Linked DNA regions of Ovis aries: region 1 is linked to region 2. The links are chromatin contacts, called in public Hi-C maps. All regions are on one chromosome and are shown on one strand. The core of a region is the stretch at or near the end of the contact, and the rest is flanking DNA. Distances in the headings are between cores, read along the strand shown.

What was found. A called contact is a pair of places that touch in the nucleus more often than the background predicts.
Region 1: a contact with region 2 is called in a Hi-C map of tail adipose tissue, with 3 times the contacts expected there. The contact joins two enhancer-like sites. A contact is called at or near these places in 3 of 16 Hi-C or Micro-C datasets (skin fibroblasts and tail adipose tissue).

Annotation. Positions count from the first base shown.
Region 1 is chr3:157,001,810-157,008,064 of ARS-UI_Ramb_v3.0, forward strand. All of the region lies in intron 6 of PPM1H (protein phosphatase, Mg2+/Mn2+ dependent 1H), which reads left to right. Among named protein-coding and RNA genes, the nearest start is that of MIRLET7I, 100 kb to the right of the region's middle. Within about 2 kb of position 4,347, at least 9 of the 54 cell types and tissues checked have an H3K27ac peak or open chromatin away from gene starts, as enhancers often do. A contact at or near this core is called in tail adipose tissue, where this site is marked.
Region 2 is chr3:156,913,354-156,919,101 of ARS-UI_Ramb_v3.0, forward strand. PPM1H (protein phosphatase, Mg2+/Mn2+ dependent 1H) reads left to right here. Exons shown (of 11, transcript XR_003588833.2): 4 at 1,987-2,099. Among named protein-coding and RNA genes, the nearest start is that of PPM1H, 150 kb to the left of the region's middle. Within about 2 kb of position 4,273, at least 3 of the 54 cell types and tissues checked have an H3K27ac peak or open chromatin away from gene starts, as enhancers often do. A contact at or near this core is called in tail adipose tissue, where this site is marked.

The DNA of each region.
Region 1 (6,255 bases), core at 3,097-5,596, 89 kb after region 2:
CACACACTTAAAGGCCAATGTCAATAAAATTCATGTTTGTTTTAGAATGAGTGGTCCCTGAGGAAGCAGAATTCATTCCATATTTGTGTGCTCATAAAACGAGGATCTCTGATTCATACCTAGGGGAGATCTAAATGTTATTGATTAGAACATGAAGCTCTCCTAGCCAAGTGCTAATGCGCACCAAGTGGATACCAAGTCAGAAATAATTTCCAAATCTGAAATTTCCTTAAAAGTCATCTGGAATGTCTTATCCTGAAATAGGATTGGTTCAGGTTTGCATGTGTACGTGATTGACTATATTTTCAAAAGGCTGATTCAAAGCATGTTTTTCCATGTGAATCCTTTTCCACCACTAACTTTGGGCCCAGGAGTCAAGAGATGATCCTTATTTGATTTAACCCCATATGCCAGCACCTGTGCAAGTGCCTGGTACCTGGCAGGTGCTCAGTAAATATTCTTGAATGAATCAGGTAGAACCCATTGCTCTCATATGGTCGAAGCCTGATCTCCTGGTGTGGAGCTACGAGGAGCCGCCACCCAAATTCTATCCACATTTCTAGCTGTGAGTGGGCACCCATTTTGGGGGTTGCGAAATCAATTTGGTGTACGGAGATGAGCATTTTAAATTAAGCAGCATATGGAGAAAAGAAAATATTAAAATGGATATCACATGGCAAAGGTCAGTATTGTTTTTCTGAGGTGTGTTTGGGTATGAGTTCATACATGCTCAGTAGTGTCTGACTCTATGCAACCCTGTGGACTGTCGCCCCCCAGGCTCCTCTGTCCATGAAATTTTCCAGGCAAGAATACTGGAGTGGGATGCCATGCCCTTCTCCAGAGGATCTTCCCAATCCAGGGATCAAACCTGTGTCTCTGGCGTCTCCTGCATAGGCAGGCAGATTCCTTACCACTGGTGCCACCTGGGAAGCCCGTTTGGGTGTACACTGGGTTAATAAGATTGATAGGTGTCTTTTAAGTCATAAAGTATGAAACCTCTGCTCTAACCCAGTGCATGCTCCTAGGGCACATGGACCAGTGATGTGAAAGCAAGCTCTGTTGCCTCTTGCCGTCACCCATAGATCTGACGGTAGGAACAGGAATGTTTAGGCCAAGAGATGCATGGTTACCACCTGCAGAACTCTAGGTGGGGTCTGGTTCAGGTGTGCTGCTGGGAGGAAGAGGAGAGGCAGGCATTTCCCCAGGGCTGTGGGTTGCTGGGCGGGGGTTCCTACTCATGGATGCAAGGGTGGGGGTTCCTCAGAGGCAACTGCCATGTCAGGAATAGAGCTTGCACCCCATTACAGGTAAGGTTCTCCTGCAGAGAGGGCCGGAAGCTTCCCGCTTTCATTCATTTCTCTTGTCACTGCCAGCCATACCCAAGCTGGGCTGCACTGCACCTGCCAGCTCTCTTCAATTATGTCACCAAATACTAATCACACTCTTACAGTTCAGGCACGCTGTTTGTGCCCGAATCCACATGCTGCACTGCATTAGCACCAGCACATCAACTCGCGTACAGCTTAGGGCCGGCAGGCTTCAACTAATTTAAACGGCAGTCCAGAGACCAAAGGAGGAAATAAAGGAGCATTTGTTGGTGGAGCCTTGACCTCACAGGGGGACTTTCCCAGGAAATCATGTAATCAAGTTACCCACTGACAACTCCTAGCACAGAAATCCAGGGACTCAAGGCATTAAAATATGACCCCATCCCTCAAAACTCAGGTTTTACAAATAAGGAAAGACTGCTTATACGGTGGTGAGCCTGTGGCAGAGAGGTTGGTTCTACCTAGAAACATTAAAAAGGATACTCCTAACGCCCAGCCTACCTGCTTGTAGAGGATGATTCTTAGCCTCTTGCTACTCACCCTGGGGCCCCAAGTGCCGCCTCGCAGCCTTCTCCGTGGCTCTGACTTGATCCTGACCTCATGAAGTTTGGTTCACGTTCATCCTCCCTGACAGTGCAGGGACATTTTTCCAGCATGTTAAGATGTCATCCAAAGACACATGTAAGAAATTGAGGGGGAGTTTCTTTTTTCATTTTTAACTGGAGGATAATTGCTTTACAATGTTGTGTTCGTTTCTGCTGTGCAACGACGTTAATCAGCTAAAAGTCTACATACATCCCCTCCCTCTCGCGCCTCCCACCCTCCCCCCCGTCCTGCCCCTGCTGGTCATCACAGAGCACAGAGCTGAGCTCCTGTGCTGCACAGCAGCTGCCCACTAGCCATCTGTTTACTCATGGTAGCGCATATATGTCAGCACTGCTCTCTCAGTTCATCCACCCTCTCCTTCTCTCCCTGTGGCTGCAAGTCTGTCGTCTACACCTGTGCTTCTGTTCCTGCCCTGTACCGTTGTTCTGGATTCCATATATATGTGTCAGTATACAAGATTTCTTTCTCTCTTTCTGGCCGTGGGAAATTTCCTTACTATGAATCTTTGAAACCAGGGAAAGGGCCCTCTTAAAAGTAGACATTTAAAAAAAAAAAAAAAAGATGAAAGAGTTGGACGTGACAAAGTGGCAACATCTTGTATTGCCTTAAAGGAAATTCGTGGAGCGAGGAGGGAGGGTGGGTCCCCTGCCGCAGGGCCACCTCCAGGAGCAAGATGTGGCTCACTGAGCCCTGTGGTTCAGCCCGGGGCGCGACTCCTTTGGAAATTACAGACAGCTGGTAGGAAAAATGAAACATGAGGTGATTGCCAATCCCACTGTGCTTTTTCCAGGAAGATCTGGGGAGGATGGGTGGGGAGAGGGGCAAGTGAGGGGAGAGCCTCTGCAGATTCTGTGAATTGCTTCATTGGGGTTCTGCCAAGCTCTTAAAAGCCACGAGGAGCAGTTGGGCTCCAGGCATGTATCTGTTCTGACCAGCCAGGCCTGGGTGATGCTTCATCTTGGGCCTCCTGGGATTCAAGCTTCTATGGAGATTTGGGTGTGGGAAGACAAAAATGGGGACCAGAGCCTGAGACACTTTGCCTACTACCGTCCTCCACCCAGACCTGCTCAGCCCCTCTGAGATGTGGGTCTGCCTGCCTAGGACTTAGTTTCTGCTCTGGGCAAAATGAGAGTTCCTGGGGCTCTTAACTCTTTCCTTGAAGAGTGCTAAGCTTCTAGCTGAGGAGGGGATGTCCTCCATTTATGATTATTTCACACCAACCTGAAGGACTCTCTTTAGATTAGCTCTGAGATATCCTTCTGAGTCTGTGCGTTTTCACTGTATGGTGGAACCATAGACCTTTCTGGATAAAGTCGCACAGGTGCCGTCCTTCCTGCTTTGGTATCTTTGTGCATGGTAAGTCGCTTTAGTCATGTCTGACTCCTTGTGACCCCATGGACTGTAGCCCTCCAGGCTCCTCTGTCCATGGGATTCTCCAGGCAAGAATACTGGAGTGGGTTGCCATGCCCTTCTCCAGAGAATCTTCCTGACCCAGGGATCAAACCTGTGTCTCCTGTCTGATGCGTTGGCTGGCGGGTTCTTCAGCACTAGCGCCACCTGGCCCCCTTGGTATCATTAGCAGCAGTATAAAAAGTATGAATTGGGGTGTGTTGGGGGCTCAGCTGGAAGCAGTATCCTTTGGGGATGTGCTCTATTCCTGCCTGTGGGAACCAGGCCTCTGTGCTGTCCATCCACGGTGATGACAGAGGCTCTGACAACCATAATAGCTACAACTTAGAGTTAAATAGCACCTTATCCTTCTTCACAAAGGACTTTCCCAGATGTATTTGCATTATTTATTTGTTTTTTATTGGAATATAATTGCTTTACAATGTTGTATTGGTTTCTGCTATACAATATAGTGAATCGGGTATATATATGCATATAACCCCTCCCTCGTGGACCTCCCTCCTCCGCCACCCCCATCCCATCCACCTATAGCGTTGCAGCGAGCTGAGCTCCCTGTGCAGTCCAGCAGCTTTCCACTAGCTGTCTATTTTAGTGTATATATGTCAGCGCTCCTGCTCATGTTCAGTCGCTCAGTCGTGTCCAGCTCTTTGCCATCCCATGGGATTTTCCCAGCAAGACTACGGAAGTGGGCTGCCATTTCCTCCTCCAACGGATCTTCCTGACACAGGGATCAAACCCAAGTCTCCTGCATTAGCAGCTGGATTCCTTACCACCGAGCCACTGGGGAAGGGGAAGCCCATATATGTCAATGCTCTTCTTTCAATGCGTCCTGCCCTCCCCTTCAGGCATATTTGCATTGAATCCTTGCAAACTTGCGTGAAGAAAGGCAGCTGAGGAAGCACATGCAGTGAGATTGCGGGACTTTCCCTCGTTCACACTGCAAGTCCACGTGAGGACTCAGCGGTGACTTCAGAACCTCTGACTCTACGCCCACAGTGGGCTCTGCCAAGCGAGGAGAATCCAGGAAGAGAGAGTCCCGGGGGAGGAGAGGCGTCCAAGGCCATGTCCAGAGGTTAGGGAGTGGAAGAATGTGACTCACTGATGTGTGTCAGTGGAGCCACAGAGTGCATGGTAGAGATGAGGCCGTCCGCGAGGGAAGAGGATCCGTCACCACCCTCAGAAAGGGTCACATTCTTCTTCAATGACTTTGAAGTCCCATGAAGGAAATGAAGACTTGGGGCAACACATGGTTTTTCTATCCGTCTTTCTAGTTAAAAGTCATGACTTAGGAGAGAAGGGAGATCGTGGGAAGTGATGTGTGTGGATGGTGCCAAAGCATGAGCTTCAGGTTCCTGGCCTGTGGGTTACGAAGTCAGAATGGGGGGCTCTGGCTGGGAATGGAGGAATCCAGCAAAGATAAGAAGAACTTTCCAATGAAGGACTTGCCTTCACCAGTAGATTTAGCCTGAGTGAATAAAGAAGAAGAAAATTGTCTTGGTAACACTGGAGAAGTACTGTAACAAACGCTATCGCTCTGGAAGTGGTGCCTAGGAATTATCAGGAGAAAGTGACAAGCAAGGGGATCATAAATGCCATTTTTTAAATAACTTTCTGACTGTCTACTGATATATATTGGTGATAAAAGGGGACATGGGTTCAAATCCTGCTCCAGAAAGATCCCACGTGCCACAGGGTAACTAAGCCCATGTGCCACAAGTACTGAGCCCACGTGCTGCAAGTACTGAGCCCACAGGCTCTAGAGCCCATGTCCTGCAACAAGAGAAGCAACTGCAGGGAGAAACCCGTGCACCGCAACTGGAGAGTAGCCCCCACCTGCCAACTAGAGAAAGCCCACACAGAAGCGTCAAAGAGCCAGCACAGCAAAAAAAAGAAAAAAAAAATTTTTTTTTAAGAGAACCTAAAATTTTAATGTAATGGGGCAAATGAAAATCCAAGGCATCACTGATAGAACTCAACCCGGAAGTTCAGCCTCAGAAGAGCTTACTGTTCAGGAAAGGTAAATGGGGAAGCCACGTCTACAGCTTATCTTTGGAGGGAAGCTCGTGTGCTAAGGCTGAGGTGACAGCCTTCATTCATGTATCCACCCGTGTCGCTAGTATCTACTTTACATCCACAATTGTGCCTTCACTGTTGTTGAGATGAGGATATTACAGTGAATAAAATAAAGTGCCTGGTGTCATGAAGCTCATGTTCTAGAGGGGGAGGCAGAATATAGACAAGCAAATTAATAAATAAGGTAGTTTCAGATTGTGCTGTGTAAGCGCCAGGAAGCGGTACATCAGGGATGGGGAGGGGGGTCTGAGGTGGGGGATGGGTGTGGGGCTGTGGACATCACACTTACAGATGAGTGACCGGACAAGGCACTCTGAGGGCTGCACGGGGGCTGGCTCTTGGAGGGTCTGGAGGAAGAATGGCCCAGGAGGGGAAAAGAACGAGGCCACTTGCTATTAAAGAAACAGCAAGTAAGCTAGTGTTCCGAGCTCCTGGCAGAGTACAGAAGATGTCAGAGCAGTGTCAGAGATCAGACCACCGAGGGCCTGCCTCATCGCTAAGTTATGTTTCAAAATAATAGAGAGCCGCGGGAGAATTTTAAGCTGAGGCATGATGACTGTGGATAAAAAGAGAAATGGTTGTGGAAGACTGGCTTACAGGCCTCTTAGCCAGTCTGAAAATACAAGCAAAGGTTTTTCTGCTAAAAATTACAGAACGGATATAGAGACATGAGATGTTCGTGCGGGAGGAGTCCTAGAATTGCCACTCATCAGAAGGGTGAAAGGCATGAATGTGGCTGCCCGGGGGAATCTCTCAAGTCCAGATGTTCAGAGAATGTGATCTCTGCAGTTCCCATGTTCAGAGCATGTATCTGAAATACTGACTCCAAGGGGCAGCA
Region 2 (5,748 bases), core at 3,023-5,522:
GAAGTAACAATTTGGAAACTCAGGCATTTTATAATAGATTTCTTTTTTTGCCCATTTAATAGATATTTATTAAATTACCTTCTACTTGGTCCGATATAGGTGTTGAGGGTCTTGCGAAGAGGGAGAAAGATTTCTGCTCTCCATCATGGGATCTAGGCTGTGGGGAACATCCAGATGGTCTGCTAAGCCCCTCACCCACTCCATCTAATTTAATCCTGATGTCAGCCCTTTAAGCTAATTTATACGGAGTTTGTAAATAAGTTCTAAAAATCCAGTATGGTCTTTGAAGGTGGTCTGCATGCTTGACCCATCTGTGGCTCTTGATGCTGTCATTCACTCAGCCCCTAACTTTTCTTCACTTGCTTGTAAACCATCACGTCCCCTATACACTCATCCTTACCCCTCCCATGGTTCCTCAGCCTTCCCCCCATGCTCCCCTCAACCCTGTCCTTAGTTCATTCCCAGGATATTAGGTTCTCCCAGGGCCCCTCTTTGTACTTTTTCTCTCCTTAGATTTTGACCAACACTCTGTCCTTAATCTGTTGGCAGAGCTCAGGCTCTTCCCCTGTTTCTGGTTTCTCGCTGGTGATTTATCTAACTGTTATTGCCACCTCCGGCCTCTGGAGCAGAGCAGTTGCTGATAAATGCTGGGTTACTGAATTATCTCCCCCCTTTCCATCAGGAGACTGGCGGCAGCAGCTGAGTTCTAATCCTGGGGGTTCCTGGGAATCACAGAAGGACTCTGACATTCGGTCAGCCCCCAGCACCCTCAGAGTCAGCCAGGGCACTGTTCCCTGCTCTTCTGTGCCCATCCTCCTTCCCTCTCCCTTGCCCTGACAGTAGGTGACGTGACGATGGGAGCTTTGGGCATTATTTTAGCTAGTGTCCCGTTTATTTTCCTAATTCAACTCACATTTTTTCTGAAGTCATGGAACACTGGCTTCTGTCACTGACACGGAATTTCACAAAGCCGTCTGTCTTGAGGATGATGCCTGTCTGTCGATAGAAGTGTGGTTCTATTTTTATTTTTCTTGGGGAGACCTCTTTAAGTGGCAGGTAATAAATACTCGACTTTAGAGGAGAACCTGATTAGAATCCAAACTACAGCGGCAGGTTGTCTGCATCTGAACAGTGAGGTTAATAATATGGCTGTGAGGACGAGATGAGATTCTATTTGTAAAACAGAGGAGGTGCTCACTGAATGTTGCCTGTAACTGTTCGAGTATGTCCCTCTTGTGAATCAGTGGCCTTAGGAAGAAAAAGTCAGATGAGAGTTCAGAAGCTTCTCCCTTTGATCAGTAAGATGGGGGTGGACTCCTACTGGAGTTGAGTTGAGGACATAGTCCTTCAAGTCACCTCTTTTATCCGGCTGTAAAGGAAATTATTTCTTGGAGACTTTGGGCTTGAAAGTATTGATCAGATCCAAGCACTCGGTGTTATTAGCCTCTCTAATCTATTTTCCACATGGCAGCTCAAGCTGTCCATACAAAAACTAAATTTTCCATAAGCCACAATATGTATTGAATATGATTGGTTTGATTCTTCTCCTTTTTGTCTGATTATATCTGTTTGCCTTCCCTTGTTTCCTGTCTGTGGTCTGCAGATGGCCTGGGAGGCGACTGTCTGGTGCCAGTGTCCTCTCCAGAAGTGCTCATCAAGTGGTAGAAAAGCCAGTACCAAAGATTTTCCTCTCCCTTCTTTGAAGCACATTCAGATTCTTAGGGCTGCCGTCAGGGAGTGAGGCTAAGAAAGCCTTTGATCCTGTACAATCCCACCTGTCCAGTTCCTGTATGAACCCGCCAGGCTCTCCTATCCATGGAATTCTCCAGGCAAGAATAGTAGAGTGGGTAGCCATTCCCTTCTCCAGGGGATCTTCCTGACCCGGCGATAGAACCCACGTCTCCTGCATTGCAGGCAGATTCTTTACCATCTGAGCCACAAGGGAAGCCGTGTACAATCCAGCGCTGACTCTGTTTTCTTCTCTAGGACCTACAAATTGAGCGAGAGAGGAGTTCGTACAATATATCTGGTGGCTGCACAGCACTCATTGTGGTCTGCCTTCTGGGGAAGCTGTACGTGGCCAACGCTGGGGACAGCAGGTAAGCAGATGAGCCTTCTGGTCTTTCTAAAGTCGAATGCCTTCCTTTAGTTTTTTTATCTTAAAAAAAAAAACAACGAAATGATTAGAAATAAAGCGATTCTGTTTGGGATTCGATATTGAGAAAGATAAGCCTTCTACATCTGGATAAAAATATATTTAAGAAGATTTGTCAGGCTGGTATGAAAAGGTGCAGGTTGCCTTCTCCTTAGTTGCCTGTAGCGCGGTATACACGCACACACACACGCACGCACACGCGCGCGCACACACACACACACACACACACACGCTTGTGATTAACCTAAACTGGTAGTATCCAATTGTTTTTTGACTTTAGAACCTGATTTTCAATGAAAGCTTAGCAAAGGCTTTCATTTGCTAGGAGGAAGGAGAGGGATTTGAATGAAGTGGGTGTTTGGAAGGGACCCAGGAGGACTTCCCGGCTAGTTCCTCTTTGGCTTGGTGACTTTGCCTTGTCCCTTCCCAGAAGCCGGGGAGTTCCTCCTTTTATGCATGTGCCCCTACGGGCTGCCTTTTCCTCGCCTCTGGGTTCATCTGAGAGGAATTTGGGCCAACAGAAGATGACTTAACCCTTACTGTATCCAGTGTTACCAGCAATTAGATAGACTCGTCTTTTTGTTTGATATTATTAATCTTTTATTTTTGACTCTGCTGGGTGTCTGCTGGGACGCAGGCTTTTCTCTAGCTGCGCCGGGTTGGGGCTGCTCTCTCGCGGCAGCGTGCGGGCTTCTCTTGCTGCGGAGCACAGACTCTACGGGACGCGGGCTCAGAAGCTCCTGCTCCACGGCTCTGGGGCACAGGCTCGAGAGTTGTGGCGCACAGGTTTAGTTGCTCCGAGGCATGTGGAATCTTCCCGGTTCAAGGATCAAACTCATCTCTCCTGCACTGGCAGGCGGACTCTTCGTCACTGAGCCAGCAGGGAAGCCCTGGACTCATGTTCTAACCACCACTTAGAAAGCATCTGTGTTTATTGACTTGGCCGTGCCGGGTCTTAGTTGCAGCATGTGGGATCTTACTCCCCTGAACAGGGATCATTATCTGGACCCCCTGCATTGGAAACGCAAAGTCTTAGCCACTGGACCACCAGGGGAGCCCCCTAATCTTCTTTTAAATAACTGGTATGTGCTCACTTTAGGTTCAGCAACATCGGTTATTTAGTCTATACTAAATTATAGACCCTGTGAAAAGCCCTCTAATATGTATTACACACGTCCGCCCCCTTAAGTAACAAAATATGTTGGCTTTCTAGTAGGACTTTTTGCTAAAGGCTGACTCCTGATTCTGAAAGCAGTCAAAGGCCTGGACGCTAATCATGAGTCCTGAGACGATGGGTGATTTCCCCACTCGGGCTGTGGTCTAAGGATGCTGTCTTTCCTCCAGCCCCTTCCTCTGGGCCACTTGCCTCTTCTCAGCTTTGCTGCTTGGTCTGGCTCTCCTTGAGATCAGTCTCCACCCCTCGCCTTCCCTGTTTCCATCAGGTTGTAGGGAAGACAGCCTCCTTCAGGCAATCAAGGAATTCCAGGAGATTACCAGAATTCCAGGAATTCCAGAGCAGGAGAGCCTGAGGGCGTCTCCGGTCACCCTAGTTAAGCATCTTCACCCAGTCTTCCCACTGAAGATTGTGGAGACCAAAGGAGAGTGACCTGCCAAGACAGCAGTTTGGGGGATTTGAACATTGATGTTTTTTGAAGATCTGTTTATGTTTAAGGCTTATGTGAATTTCTTTTCTGCTCCGTAAGATATCTCAGTTTCAATGTAAAATTTTTCCAGGTAAATGGAAGTGAATATAAGATGCCATGTTCATCTCACGGCTTCTATTCCCTAAGTGGTCCTAGGAGGAGATAGACTTCAACTCATGTGGATCAACTGACTGAAGGAGAGGAAGGGGACCGGCTAGGAGCATTTCAGCTCAGGAAGGCATTGACCCCGCTGGACCTACAGGGTCCAGGGAAGAAATGCTACAGTGGAGCTGGGAGAGGGGCCGCTGATGAAGGCCCCTGGGCAGGGGCCGCAGGAAAGAGTGAGAGGAAGCCCCTGACTTTCTCCTTCTTCCTGTCCCCTTTCTCCTGCCAGGGCCTCCCGTTGGATGAGCCCAACTGGAAGCCACGTGACAAGGGGCCCAGGGAACTCGGGTCAGAGAGCTTAGTCAGCCAGGGCACAGACACAGGCGGGAGCCACAGCTCCAGGGTGGGGGCGAGTGGAAAATCACCAGTGCATCTCCTGCTCTTCTTTGCCTTCCCCAGGGCTGGAGTATCTTAAAAATAGGAATCCTCATCTCTGGGGCCTTTTAAGATGCACACGAAGGAGCTGGCGCTGAGCCCTTATTCTGTTCTGGATCTTGAGCTTGTTGGAGAGAGACGGGGAGATCACGGAACGATTTCTTTCTGTTCTGAGTAAAACTGCACTGATGATTCAGCTTTTGCACTTGTATTCACCGTTTTTTGGTCTGGATTTAGTTCCGTGTTGTTAGAAATGAATTTGCCTTCCTGGCCCTTCCAGTGACGCAGGTGCTGGTGACTGAGTGCTGTGTTCCCATCCCCTCTTCCCAGGGAAGCATCTTTCATCAGCGGACCCCAGACTCGGAAGGTAACCCAGCTTCCATGCCCAGGATAGCTTTATGTTGGATTGTGCTTTTCAGAGAAGCAGGGCCTCCCCAACTCCCTGTTCTCACTTTTGAATGTAGTTTCCTTTGAAGCTCTGAACTCCTTGGTGGAGCCCCCTCCCTGAGCTCCCCACCCCACCCCACCCCCTCCCGACCAGCCAGAGCTTCAGCCCTGGTTCCCAGATGCTCCATCCTCTGTCCAGGACCAGGCAATCCCACCTCTTCCCCTGGGCTTTTGCCCCCCACTTTTAAGTGCCAGTTCCTAGACCCAGAGCTTGAGTTCCTCATCTCTAAAAATGGTGCTGTTGGACCAAATGTTGATTTCTAACACTTCTGGCATTCTCAAGATGGCACAGTGAGGAGTGGCACTTGGGGAAAGCAAAGCCCCAAAGGCTGTTTCGGTTGGTTCATCTTTCTTGGAGTCCGTTTTTTAAATTTTCAAATGACTGTTTCTAAGCGTCCATAAAAGTATGGTGTTTTACAGGTTATTCCCAATAATTTGAAAAGTTTCACAGGTACTTTTATCTGTATGAAAGCTGTAAAGCACTGACCCCCAAACACACAAATTATCTTATGAGAAAATAGCATCTTTAAAACCTAGTCAGCTTAATTACACTTGTAGTATTCTGGCCCCAGTACCCAGATATGAATTTGGAGTTCTATGGCTGATGGCTGGTTGGGTTTGCTGTTCGCTTATGGGCTGTAGGTCACATAGAACCCTAAGAGCAATATGAGTTGGTATTGCAGCCACTGTCCAAATATAGCTAATATGACACTTATTTGTGTATTTTCAGCTCTAGTATAAACAATAGATATTTGATATCATCTTACGTAGCATCATTGCCTAGTTTATTCATTTGTTATACCTGTGTTTGAGTTCACAGGTATATTCAGTTATTCCCCAGAAACAGCAACTAAGTGAGTTTTTATCAGACCTGTGTGGACGTAGGTCCGTTACGGCTTACGGGCAAGGGGTCATGAATCCGAGAGCTCAGTTTAAACAGATGATCAGGCCAACTGAGAATTC